Linked DNA regions of Ovis aries: region 1 is linked to region 2. Evidence: chromatin contacts called from public Hi-C data. All regions are on one chromosome and are shown on one strand. Each heading gives the region's core, a stretch centred on a gene start, on an enhancer-like site or on the middle of the called end of the contact. The rest is flanking DNA. Distances are from core to core; before and after follow the strand shown.

The links. Hi-C and Micro-C count contacts between places; a contact is called where the count stands out from the background.
Region 1: a contact with region 2 is called in a Hi-C map of tail adipose tissue, with 9 times the contacts expected there. The contact joins the promoter of LPAR1 here to the enhancer-like site in region 2. A contact is called at or near these places in 4 of 16 Hi-C or Micro-C datasets (hypothalamus, skin fibroblasts and tail adipose tissue).

Annotation. Positions count from the first base shown.
Region 1 is chr2:12,383,491-12,386,227 of ARS-UI_Ramb_v3.0, forward strand. LPAR1 (lysophosphatidic acid receptor 1) reads left to right here and starts at 1,263. Exons shown (of 5, transcript NM_001009332.1): 1 at 1,263-1,364. It overlaps LOC114112928 (a long non-coding RNA gene), which reads right to left and starts at 2,630. Exons shown (of 3, transcript XR_009599117.1): 1 at 2,463-2,630; 2 at 1,128-1,276.
Region 2 is chr2:12,147,858-12,150,557 of ARS-UI_Ramb_v3.0, forward strand. No RefSeq gene overlaps it. Among named protein-coding and RNA genes, the nearest start is that of TRNAC-ACA, 99 kb to the right of the region's middle. Within about 2 kb of position 1,299, at least 2 of the 54 cell types and tissues checked have an H3K27ac peak or open chromatin away from gene starts, as enhancers often do. A contact at or near this core is called in tail adipose tissue, where this site is marked.

The sequences.
Region 1 (2,737 bases), core at 13-2,512, 240 kb after region 2:
CTCATTGTTCACAGTGTGATGTTTTTATATACTTTCTGCATGCTGTAAATGAACATACTAGCACTGTGCATGTATTAAAATCTCTAATTTTTCACATTATCTATTATAAAAGAAATTATAAATTGGTAGGAAAGGGGAGATGGAGAAGGAAATGGCAACCCACTCCAGTGTTCTTGCCTGGAGAATCCCAGGGATGGGGGAGCCTGGTGGGCTGCCATCTATGGGGTCGCACAGAATTGGGGACGAGTGAAGCGACTTAGCAGCAGCAGCAGGAAAGGGGAGAAGGCAGTCATTTAAGCTGATTTTTTAACAAAGGGGATTTGATACATTGTTTGAAAAAGGAAACAGCCTCAGATAGTAACTGACGAGCAGTCAGGTTTTTAGCCTTGAGCATCCTGTGAAAACCACGAGACCAACTCACCCAAGGTTCTCAGCAGTCGCTTGCGGGAGATGGTCACGTTCTCTTCGAAAGTATACCAAGAAATCTTCCCCTCCCCACTCGCTGCGGTTCCCAGTGACCTCTCTCTTCTGCAAAGCCTTAGGTTACCGAGTGACCGGCATCAACGCAGCCCTCCCTCGCGGTTCTGCCTTTCTTTCTTACAGGTAGTTGGATCAGTCCTGCCAAAGTTCCTACCATACCGCTGGCGTGGCCCCCACGTGCCATTTCAGGCCAGAGTGCAGTGTTTACTTGTAAGCAGCTACTTTTGTTGTGCAGCGCCTTTAGCAGTGAAGCCAGAGGCAGACTGCCAACGCTCCTAAAAGCCAGGGGTGGTAGGTGGTAGGTGGCGCGGCAGGAGAGCCCTCGCGTCCTCCCTGTGGCCGCCCCCTCCGTGGACTGGGAGGTGTTCAGAACCTGGGCGAGTCTCTCCGGCTGCCTCTTTCCGGAGAAGGATCTCCAGGCCTTAGTCCCGCACCGCTCCCGCCCACACCTTCAGGTGTGTATTCCCCGCCCTTAATTACTCTTCTAAAATTGATAGTTTGCACTTCTTGGCGAAGTGCAAGTGCAAACTGGGAAAGCGGAAGAGAAATGTATAATCATGGACATGGAGAACTAGGGGCGCACAGTCACACTTGCTTTAGTCTGCAGACCCAGTCAGTCGCAAACTCAGAAATAGAAACGTGTGCACCTTTCGGGCAGCAAAGTTGACTCCGCGTTCTTCGCAGCCTCGAGTTAAAAGCTGCGCTGGGAGAGCTGTGCCTGCTGGAAAGTTTGGACACGAACTACGCGAGAGGCCAGACGTTAGGGTTTCCGCGGGCCCGGCGATGTCTTCCAGAGCTTTTCAAGTGGGAAGAAAAGAGCGACAAAATGAAAATGCAACGTGTGGGGGTGGCCACCCGAGTCCCGCAAGCTGCCGGTCTCAGAGGTGAGCGCGGGAGCGGGTGCGGGGTGGGGAGCTGGAGTTGGAGGCCAGAGGGTCTCGGGCCGCGGGTGGGTTCTCTCCGGGTGGGGGGCGCTGGGAAGATGATGAATGGGAGGCTTGAGCTACCTTCCGCCCCCGCCCTGCAGACGGGGCTGGAAGTCCAACTAAATGGGGGAGGAGGAGCGCCGAGGGTCGGGGCTCGGGGGGCGTCGCGCCAGGTAAGGGAATGAGCCAGGGGGAGGGAGTCGGGAGGTGCAGGACTTGCTGACTTGTGCTACGTGGAGCCAGCAGAAAAGAAGGAGGCGGAGGAAGAAGGCGGCCGGCGTCGGCGCGGCTCCCGTGGCCCTCCCTCGGCGCCCCCTCCCCCGCCGCCCCTGCCAGCGCGCCAAAGCCGGAGCACTCCGGGCGGAGCGGCGGCAGACGCTCCCCGAGCCGCGACGCCCCTGTCCCCCTGCGGAGCCCGCCCGGGTGTCGGGCGGCCAGGGTCCCCCCCCCCGCTGCTGAGCCCTTCCCGGCCTCCCGGCCGCGCTCGGGACCCCGGCGGGGTGGGCGCAGGGGGCGGCCCCGCTCCGGGCGACGGCCGAGGGGCGGGCGGAGGGCCGGGCTCGGCGGGCCGCGGGGCGGGGGCTGCGGGGATTGACCGCGCAGCCTGAGGCCAGCCTGGGGGCGGCGGGAGCCGGACGCGAGGCGGCGGCGGGCGCAGGTAAAGGCGCGGGCGCGGCGCGGGCAGACGGTACCCTCTGAGCGCAGAGCCTGCGGCCGCCGGGTCCCTTCCGCGGCCAAAGGGCGCCCCGGGATCGCGCTTCCCGGCAGCAGACGCGCTTTGTGGCTGTGGGTGCGTGTGTTTGTGCGTGTGTTTGTGTGTGTGTGTATACGCGCGCGCCTGTGCCGGGTGTGGGTGCGTGTCTATGCCCGCGGGCCAGCCTGTAGGAGCGAGGCGCTGCCGGCCTCCCCAACCAGTTGACCGAGCCCCGGGAGAGCAGTTGCGGCAGCCGCCCGGGGTCCCCGCCCTCCGGTCCCCAGCGCGCTCCGGGGCCCACGCTGTGCGCTGTGCCTGCGATCGGGACCCGCCCAAGTGACACGTAGGTGGTCCCCGCTTACCTGGGACTGGGTGGGGGCACAAGAAGGCAGGCGGGGGGCGCTCTACGACCTCCCCAAGCCGTGTCCGGGTGGCCTTGGGCCGCCGGGGGTCCTCGCGCCCCGCAGCGCCGGGCTCCCGCACCACTTGCTTCTCACCCCCACTCAGCCGTCTCTCCCGGCTGAGGACTTAAAGCTTAAGTTTCTGCTCACCCGCCTAATAAACACGTTTATCAAGTAACTGGGAAGTCTAAAGCAAGGGAGGGACCTGGCTTTGAGTTGGTGGTTTTGAAATCGAC
Region 2 (2,700 bases), core at 49-2,548:
AATAATTTAGGTTCCATTAGTGTTTTTCCAGATAGTGGACATGATGAAGCTTTATTTGCATAACATTTTTGAGGACATTGAGATAGAGTACCAGCTTTGGAAGATTTCTTCAAAATTGTAAAGGGAGTGTTGATGGCCGTAGAATTTGAACCAAGAGGAGATAAGAACTCTATAGAAGTTCTTGGTGAGACAAAGAGAGAATGAAGTTCTGAGAGTAGAAATGCCTGATGTATGCTCCATCTTGGGATGACACTTGGGTCCAGCAAGAGGAATTCTTTTGAACATGACTTTCTAGAGTTCTTAGGTGCCTTTGGCTCAGCTGAATATCTGTTTTCTCAGTTATCATAGCATTACTTCTCTTCATGACTCCAGAATGTTGTAAAGCCACAGATATCAGAAACTTTTGGAAAGAGCTATATGATCATTTAAGCAGAGAAAACTAATTTCCAACTTCAGGGACATTGGTGGAAGGTACCAATAATTTCATAGATGTATGAAGAGCACCGGTGGTCAGAGATTACCGATGATAGTAGGTGGGCAAGAACATTGATAATATGAACTCTTGTGAGAAACTAACAAAGCTGAGTAAAATAAATAAGTTGCAAAAGTAAAAACTGACAAAGCTGGGAAAAAATGTATGCCCAAGACAAATTCCTTTATTGTTTAAAAGAATACATTTATTAGTGTCTTTTGGGGATGCCCAGATGTCTCATGGGTAAAGAATCTGCTTTCAGTGCAGGAGACGAGGTTTTGATCCCTGGGTTGGGAAGATCTCCTGGAGAAAGAAATGGCAACCCACTCCTGTATTCTTGCCTGGGAAATCTGATGGACAGAGGAGCCTGGCGGGCTACAGTCCATGGGGTCACTAAAGAGTTGGACACAACTTAGCGTCTTTTAATTGACCTTTTCCCAATCAGATTCATTTTGAATCTTGGACTCATGAAATTCTTTAGAGGCACACTAGAGGACACTGTTGAGTTATAAATATCCCAGTGCTGTTTGCCTGGTTCCTATTAATGCTGAACTTGCAACTACTTTCATTGATGTCAGTATTTCACCTTCTGAGCTAGCAGTAGGATTTGAAAAAGACATGGAGATTTGTTTCCAGTGCAGAAAGAAAAAATGACTTAAAACAGTGCTTGTTGAAAAATAGGGAAGAAAAATGCATATTTGTGAAGGAGTACTGATTTTTTTTTCTTTTGGCATTTTTTGGTTATAAATTCACATTACTGATACAGCCAATATACAAAACACAGTTGTAGCAACCAGAGAAAGAAACAGGATATGACCCCCTTTATGAGATGCTCATAATATTCCCAAGGAGGCAGGGGAAAAGTCCATTCATCTGCATTTTATTCAGAAGGCTCTTTTCTTTTGCTTGTCATTTTGGAATGGGCTTAACTGTTGCTAAAAAGTTACAGGAACAACAGAGCTAGAAATCATCTGTTTCTTCACAAAACAAATTCACTCCAGATCAGCCATGTGATCTGCCCCTGCAGTGCCCAGCCCTCTGACCTGAGTCTTGCTGGAACAGCATCTCTTTGGGGACTGACAAAGAATTCCTGTTCTAAGTTCTTCATGTTATTTCTTTCAAGTTTGGTGCCTGCTGTAATACTGAGTCCTCTTAAACCAGATACTGAGAAGTAAAACTAAAAGCCCAAATCCATTCAACAGAGAACTCACTGTGCAGATCTGAGATAAAATAAGCCACAAATATTTGAGCAGTATCAGGATATACATTGCACAATTTAAAAAAATTTGGTCGGGATGATTTGAGTTTTCTCACTGGCAGAACTGGGGTAGTTATGTGACCATTTAAATTGCTTCCAACATTTTATTCACACCAATCTCAGAAGATTCTTAATTTCAAAAAATATTTTGTATTAATAGAATCAGCTCTAAGTCTGTTTTTTTTTTCTATCAACAATACAGTTATATCAGTTTAGAAATATTTTAGGAATGATGTGCTCTTATTAATTTCCACTAAAAAGCATTTATTAAAAACATGCATTTGTTGATGCAGTTACCATACACAGCTAGTTTTGTGTGACTCCTAGTCACCTGATGTCTGCCCTCCTCTGAGGCACCAGATAGACCTGGAATTGCATCCCAGCCCAGCGAGTTGTTCATCCCAGGGCTCTCTTGGGCAACTTGGTTGATTCTATGAGTCTCTAATTGATGAAGATAATTTTTTTTATCATAATGGCTTTGTAAGGGTGAAATGATACATTGCTATGAAGTGGACAAGTTGGCAAAGTATTCAGTGGAATCTAGCGGGTTCCCTTTTGCAGCCTCTTGAAGCCAGCAATGACGCAGTAGGAACAGAGTCCAAACTGCCGCGTCATTGTGTGTCCCCACATCAGCCTGCAAAGATCTCACAAGGGAAGAGAAAATACTACAGATGGGGAGACACATCTCATGCACTATCATGTCAAAGGAAAAGCATAGTTCCTGTCCAAAACCTGGAATACATTTGAGCTATTAATAATACATGCTGCACTCCAGAGTATTTTAATCAAGTCTTGTGAACGACTTTGGATCAAAGAAGCGAATCAATCAACAGACGTAGAGCTTCTAGGGGACTTACCTGGCAGTTCAGTGTCTAAGACTGCCTTCTGAGCTTCTCTGGTGACTCAGTGGTAAAGAATCTACCTGCCAACGCAGGAGACTTGAGTTCGATCCCTGGTCCGGGAAGCTCCC